2 separate regions of the Pan troglodytes genome follow, and region 2 is linked to region 1. Evidence: chromatin contacts called from public Hi-C data. All regions are on one chromosome and are shown on one strand. The core of a region is the stretch at or near the end of the contact, and the rest is flanking DNA. Distances in the headings are between cores, read along the strand shown.

Region 1 (3,287 bases), core at 317-2,816:
AGGCGTCTTGAATTCTCACACTGACAACACTCAGCTGTGCAACTATACATGAATTATAGATTCTTTCTGGGCTAAAAGTATGTGACTCTAAAATGTGGAGAAGCCAAGAGTTTGAGACTTACACTGTCTATGGCTTCACATACCAAGACCAAATAAGGTTCTATGTAATTCATATTTCCTTCCAGCAGCCTTGTGTAATAATCATGAATTTTAAAATTATTTTTTTAATGCCTACAGCAGATTACAAAAAAATACGATATTTTAAAATTTGTTTAAGTCTTCAAGAATGTATTAAACAGGTTTCCCCACCATACTTTTAAAGGCAATGATAAAAATCTTTTACATACTGATAGGTAAAAACAATTGCCAAATAACTGTTGCTCCTACATACATATAAATGATTTGTAACTGTTGTTCCTAAATACACATAAAATGTCATCCTAAAACTGACCAGGTATGGTTGTCCATTACTGGGTTAGTTGACATTTTGGCACCAAAACTTTTTCACGATTAGTCATTCTCTTCAAGCTACTGCTAGTTGACTTTTCTAAAGTTCTTAATCCATAGCAGTAAGGGGTAGATTTTTCTTAAAAATGAAGTAGCACTGAATACTGTGAATCAAAATAACCTTTTCATGGCATTATTAAGAAAGTGAAACCTTTAGGTATCTGTATTTTTAAAAATTAAATTATGACGTAAAATGGAAAACAAGAAAATCATGGAGATGCATAGGAAAATACAGCAGAAATATCCAGAAGTGCTGAGAGGTTGTCCTTGATGGTGAGACTATGGGTGGGCGTTCCTTCTGTTATATAGCTATTCATTTCCATAACAGAAAAAAATCTACATAAATTTAACAACTGCCTTATAAAACGCGTAGGGTGTCTCTCCACTCCAAATACTAAAGAGATTAAGCCACAAAGGTCACACCAAAGAAGCAAGAAGACACTGCGATCGGAACAGAGTTTTTTGAACGCTGTTACAGATATATCCTCCTATGGCCTAGACAGAGCCCATGACCAAAAAGAGGAGATTCTCCTCATCTAAGAATCATTAAAAAAAACAAAACAAAACAAAAAAAAAACCTACAGTAGCAAAGAATGGCATTGTCATTTCTGCTTACACCACCATACGATGGAACGTGGTGCAATTAAATCCCACTTATTATAGAACCCCAAATACTCGATTCCAACCACCCCAACACCCTTGCAGTTCCCCCAGCCCACGTGTATATTCTCTGGATTGAAGGGATGGGCTTAATTGTCCCTCTTTGAAAACCTTACTCATAATCGCTACTCGCTGAGGAATATGAACCCGAGTCGCTGACCCGATCTTCAAAATCATAGTCCTCATCTTCTTCTTGTGAAGAGGGGTCTCCAGGGAGCTTGTCTGAGCTCGGACGCGAATCGCACGAAGCCACAGAGGCCATCGTCAGGAATGCAATAGCTACGAGTGGAGTAATTCAAATCTCGCAGCTACAGCTTGCTGAGGCCGCCATGTTGCCTCTGCTTGGGGAGAGGCAGAGGCCATGTGACCACCAATCCTTAGCTGCATTGGTGGCAGGTCGCGTTGCCGGGGAGACGGAGAAGCTTCCCAGAAGAAACAAGGAGAACAGAAAGCAGCCAATGGGCTGAAACTTCGAGGAGGGCTTCTCGGTTGGAAGGCTAGAAATAGCTAAAACTTCACCGCTTACGCTCCCCGGAACGCTCTTCCTTAGAGTAGCATAACTTGTTAAAACAGGCGGAGATCCACTGGGTTTCTCACCTTTTTCCTCCAGTGCTGGATATCCAGTTTGCTCTTTGTCCTGTGTTTATAATGCCTAACAGCTGTCGGTCAGCCTGGATTTCCTTCGAGGTGAAGGAAACCGCATTTTACCTTTCCTTAGGACCTCATCCGTGCAAGTAATGGACGCTTTTAAGCAACGCGATCTAGGTGTTAATGTAAATACGCTCCATTGTTTTATGGGTTTCATATTGTTTCGCAATTGCAAACATTTTCACGGTTATCCCAAGTGGATATTGTAGAGTGCCACAAATGAGTGGCAATCCTGTGGAATCAACTTCATGTTCATTTTCTAACTCAAAATTTTATAATCTAATTAAGTGTTCTCATTACTAAAGTTGGAAGTGTAAACAGGTAAAATCTACCTGTTATTTATGAATACCTATATCAAGTATTTTTTAAGTACAAAAATAACAGCTAGCATTGATTGAGAGTCAGCTTTGGCTCTGCTTACTTTATTCATATACAATGCTGAGCATTCACATACTATGAAGTAAATATTTTCTCTATATTAAATAAGGAAACTAAGCTTTAGAGAAGTTATGCATCTTACTAATGGTTACATGGCTAGCAGTCAACAAAGTCAACCAAGAAATGAAGCTAAGTCAATAACCATTACATGAAATTTCCTCCCTCAAAACCCAGTAATTCAACTATTAGATATCTACTCTGAGAAAGGATGCAAGTTTATAAAATTTGTAAAAGTGAAAAGCTGAAAGCAATCTTAAAATGTCAAATAATGGGGGAAAAGTTAAATATATATAAAATATGATGATTATGATTTTAACTAGCATGTGTTCAAAGAGTAAAGCATGGGGGAAATGTTCATGTTGCAGGGTGTAAAAAAAGGATATAATGTTATTTTATGATCTAAAAGGCTGGGTGCTGGGGATTCTCTAATGGGCAATTATAACATAGTGATAAGTATTACAATAAATACAAGGTTCTAATGGAATATCCAGAAAAAACCAAAGTAGTATACGTGGGGCCATGACAAATTTCTTAGAGGAAGTATTAATTTATATTGTTATTATGGCATGGTTCCAACAGAGAAAGAGTAATGGGAGATGAGTCATCACATGGCCGGTATGGGTATATGCACGGAGAACTCAAAGGAACCTGAATTGTAGCTGTTGCAGGGGCAGAAAAACTCTACCTCCATCTTCTTAGGGTCCCAGCTGGGCCTGAGAATTAAACTTACCTAAAATAGATTAACAAAAGAAAAGCAACTGGAACTTGTTATACAGATGTTGAGGCCCTGCTCCACATCAACAGGATCAGAATCTCCAGGGGTGGGGCCTGGAAATCTCTATTTCAAACAAGTGCCCCCTGTGATTCAGCAAACTTGGGGAACTGCCCTAAATTTTCTCTCAGTTCTGTGCTTCACATATACAGGCCAACTGGCCATTCCCTGAATAGGCTGGAACCCACTCCCACCTCGCAAATTTGAGCCTGGCAGACAGACCTCTCTCCTTGCTCTAGAATCCAAGTTTTACATGGCAGGG
Region 2 (3,648 bases), core at 1,141-3,640, 330 kb before region 1:
TCATATTCTTGTGTGAAACATTCGGGAAATAATCTAATTTCTTCAAATTTAGCTCCTCTTTTCCATGGGCTTTATAAAAAAAAATTACATATATATATGTTTAAATGTTTACTTTGGATGCTATGTGTGTGTTCGTAAGAGACATTTTCTTTTTTTTTTTTTTCCTACTGGTACAATACACTAAGCTTACTTAGATTTCACCAGCTGTATATGTACTCATTCCATGTGCTTTTGTGGTCTGAAGTCATCACTTGGAGGCACCAATGGAAAAGAGCAGTGTCAGAGGGCTGGGATTCCTCTACCAGCTGTGTGACCTTGAGTAAGCCACCTTAACCTATAAACAGAAAGTAATATCTGCCCTGATACATGATAGCCAATTATTTCACTTAGATAAAAACTGAATATCTACTATATATTTTTATGAGATATAAGGAAAGATTCTTCTTGCCGCTTTGCCATTTTTTCCCATAAGAAGCCTGGTGGTAAAGAGCACAGGCTTAGGATCAGGAGTCCTGCATTTCTTGAATTCTAGCTCTGTTGCTTGTTAGTAGTATGATCCTAGGCAAGTTACTTAATCTCCCTGCCTTCCATTTCCTTGTACACATGAGGCAATTCCCCCCTCAGAGGATTGTTGTAAGGATGAGATAAGGTAATTCAATGAGCATTCATCCAACATATATTTATCTAGGAGCCATTCTGCTTACTGCTATACTAGTTAAAAATCCCCTTGTCCACTATATATGTGCCATACATTGCTAGCCCCCAGGAATTAAAAAAGACAATATAGTAAAGCGACATTATGGCAAGAAAATACTAACTTTTCTACCTATGTGTCTTTTTGGAACCAATAATACAAATCTGACTTGTTTTTGTGAGCTGTTACAAATGAATCTGCAAGACTGAATCCAAGTACAAAATATCAGGTCTTGATTTAGAAGATATTTCTGAATAGCACGTTTCAAGTTTTTTGGTTTTTTGGTTTTTTTTTTTTTGAGACAGAATCTCACTCTGTTGCCCAGGCTGGAGTGCAGTGGCGCGATCTCGGCTCACTGCAGCCTCCGCCTCCCGGGTTCAAGGGATTCTCCTGCCTCAGCCTCCCGAGTAGCTGGGACTATAGGCGCCCGCCACCACGCCCGGCTTTTTTTTTTTTTTTTTTTTTTTGTATTTTTAGTAGAGACGGGGTTTCACCGTGTTAGCCAGGATGGTCTCGATCTCCTGAACTCGTGATCCGCCCGCCTTGGCCTCCCAAGGTGCTGGGATTACAGGCATGAACCATCGCACCCGGACCGCACGTTTCAAGTTTAGGTGTTCACCAGTGAACTGCGCCTGGCTGATACACACACGGTCACAAATGACACAAAGATCAGAAGTGATGGCATATACCATACATGACTGTGTAACTAGTATAGGACCTAGCATAGGGTAAATGCTCATAAATATTAATTTTAAAAAATTAAGTTTGGTTTCCAACTTTGCCACTTCCACACAGAGTGACTCTGGGTTAACTTGTCTGGATCTTAATTTTCAGTAAACTAGCAATGTGTCTGCTTCGCCTATCTCACAGGATAGTTGTGATCAAATGAAATTACATGACAATGTATCTGGCGCTAATAAAACGGTAATTTATGAGACACAGAATGACTACTGACGCCAGCTAGCCTACAAGCCTAATAGTAGAGATAAGATGTTAATACATAACCACCAAGAAATAAACATGGAGATCTAGTGAAAACCCATGACATGTTTTCTAAAAATGTCATCTTCCTTGTGACGAAAGGAGCTGGTCATTGCTAGGCAGGTGCTGTACCTTTTTCAACTCCCACGTTTCAGCAGCAGGCTCTGCTGAGTGACATTTTGCAAGGCTGAGGCCCCCGTAGGCGCAGGCGCCGTTAGGGTGCGCATCCGGGGACCTGCAGGTTACAAGCAGCAGATCCCACCTTCAGTCCTGGCTATGACAAGCCCTCCAGGTAAGGCGCCTTTGCATTTAGCCGAGCTAGAGAAGAGAGCTGGAAGCCACCTCTACCTTTCACGGGGGGAAGGGACTGCCCGCGCGCTCGCCCCCATTATCTCAGCCCTCCGAAGCGCGCCACGGACTACAGCCTTGTCTCTCGCCCCCAGCCTCACCCCGCGTCCCTGACCCGCGAGTCTCCCGCCCAGCTCCGCGTCCCCGGTCCCTGCCTCCAGGCGCGTACACGGCGCGCTAAGAGGCGCGGGGAGCTCTTAGCGCACCTACTACTTAACCGGACCGGCTACTTACTGGCCGCCAGGTGGAAGCCTGCGATCGAGCTGGCCGGGCCTCCCAGCACCGCCGCTCTCCAGGCTCCCTTTCGAGGACTCAACTTTGGTCCCAGCCTCAATCGCAGCTCCGGTAACCTTTCCAGGAACCGAAATGCTAGATACAGCGGAAGGAGAAACGGAGGGAGGAAGACAAACCCGGAGCGGGGCGGCGCGGCAGTTTGGACACGCCCCGAGCTCTCCTGGGCTCTCAGTCCCCGTCAGGATGGGAGGCGCGTGCCGAGGGAGGAGGCTGAGGACACAGCCTCCTTTCGCCCTGCGCTGCCCGGCCTTCAGCGTGACCCCGCCTATGACCTCGGGGCGTTCCGCCTACGTCTGAGCGTCAGGTGCGCACGCGCACTTACAGGCTTGTTTTGCCAGCTTCACGCCACCCGGGATGGGAGAAAGCAGGTGTCGCGAGAGTTGGGCGCAAGACGCCTTGTAGGGAGTGTAGCTATGGCCGGCCTGCGGAACGAAAGTGAACAGGAGCCGCTCTTAGGCGACACACCTGGAAGCAGGTGAGCGGCTCCTGGTGGAGGGACCCCTCAGTCTCCTGCGCTGTTGGGACTGGTTCCTTTCCGGGCGTCACCCGCACTGGGACAAACCCTCGCTGCCAGAGGGGTTCCAGCGCGGTGGGAGCCGGTGGCTGGGTTGTGTGAGCCGAGGAGATTCGCTCCCAACGTAGGAGAAAGGGCGTCTGGCCGCACCGTGCGGTGATGAGCCCGTGGGTTCGAGTGACGGGGCTGGAGAAACCCAGGCTGCTGCTTTGCCTGTTGCAGCACCCAAGCTGAGAGGTGACAGCGTGCTGGCAGTCCTCACAGCCCTCGCTCGCTCTCCAGGCCTCCTCTGCCTGGGCTCCCACTTTGGCGGCACTTGAGGAGCCCTTCAGCCCACCGCTGCACTGTGGGAGCCCCTTTCTGGGCTGGCCAAGGTGGGAGCCGGCTCCCTCAGCTTGCAGGGAGGTGTGGTGGGAGAGGCGTGAGCGGGAACCGGGGCTGCGCGCGGCGCTTGCGGGCCAGCTGGAGTTCCGGGTGGGCGTGGGCTTGGCGGGCCCCGCACTGGGAGCAGCAGGCCGGCCCTGCCGGCCCCGGGCAATGAGGGGCTTAGCACCCGGGCCAGCGGCTGCGGAGGGTGTACTGGGTCCCCCAGCAGTGCCAGCCCTCTGGCGCTGCGCTCGATTTCTCGCCGGGCCTTAGCTGCCTTCCCGCGGGGCAGGGCTCGGGACCTGCAGCCCGCCATGCCTGAGCCTCCCACCCACTCCGTGGGCTCCTGTGCGGCCCGAGCCTCCCCGATGAGCGCCGCTCCCTACTCCACGGTGCCTAGTCCCATCGACCACCCAAGGGCTGAGGAGTGCGGGTGCACGGCGCGGGACTG

The links. Hi-C and Micro-C count contacts between places; a contact is called where the count stands out from the background.
Region 2: a contact with region 1 is called in a Hi-C map of stem cell-derived neural progenitor cells, with 4 times the contacts expected there. The contact joins the promoter of ABHD18 here to the promoter of INTU in region 1. A contact is called at or near these places in 1 of 7 Hi-C or Micro-C datasets (stem cell-derived neural progenitor cells) and 1 of 1 datasets of contacts at active chromatin or transcription factors (stem cell-derived excitatory neurons).

The regions. Positions count from the first base shown.
Region 1 is chr3:128,804,221-128,807,507 of NHGRI_mPanTro3-v2.0_pri, reverse strand. INTU (inturned planar cell polarity protein) reads right to left here and starts at 1,566. Exons shown (of 16, transcript XM_024356289.3): 1 at 1,284-1,566. The coding sequence starts at 1,429.
Region 2 is chr3:129,132,498-129,136,145 of NHGRI_mPanTro3-v2.0_pri, reverse strand. It overlaps ABHD18 (abhydrolase domain containing 18), which reads right to left and starts at 2,390. Exons shown (of 10, transcript XM_054683377.2): 1 at 2,258-2,390. It overlaps MFSD8 (major facilitator superfamily domain containing 8), which reads left to right and starts at 1,822. Exons shown (of 12, transcript XM_003310454.6): 1 at 1,822-1,967.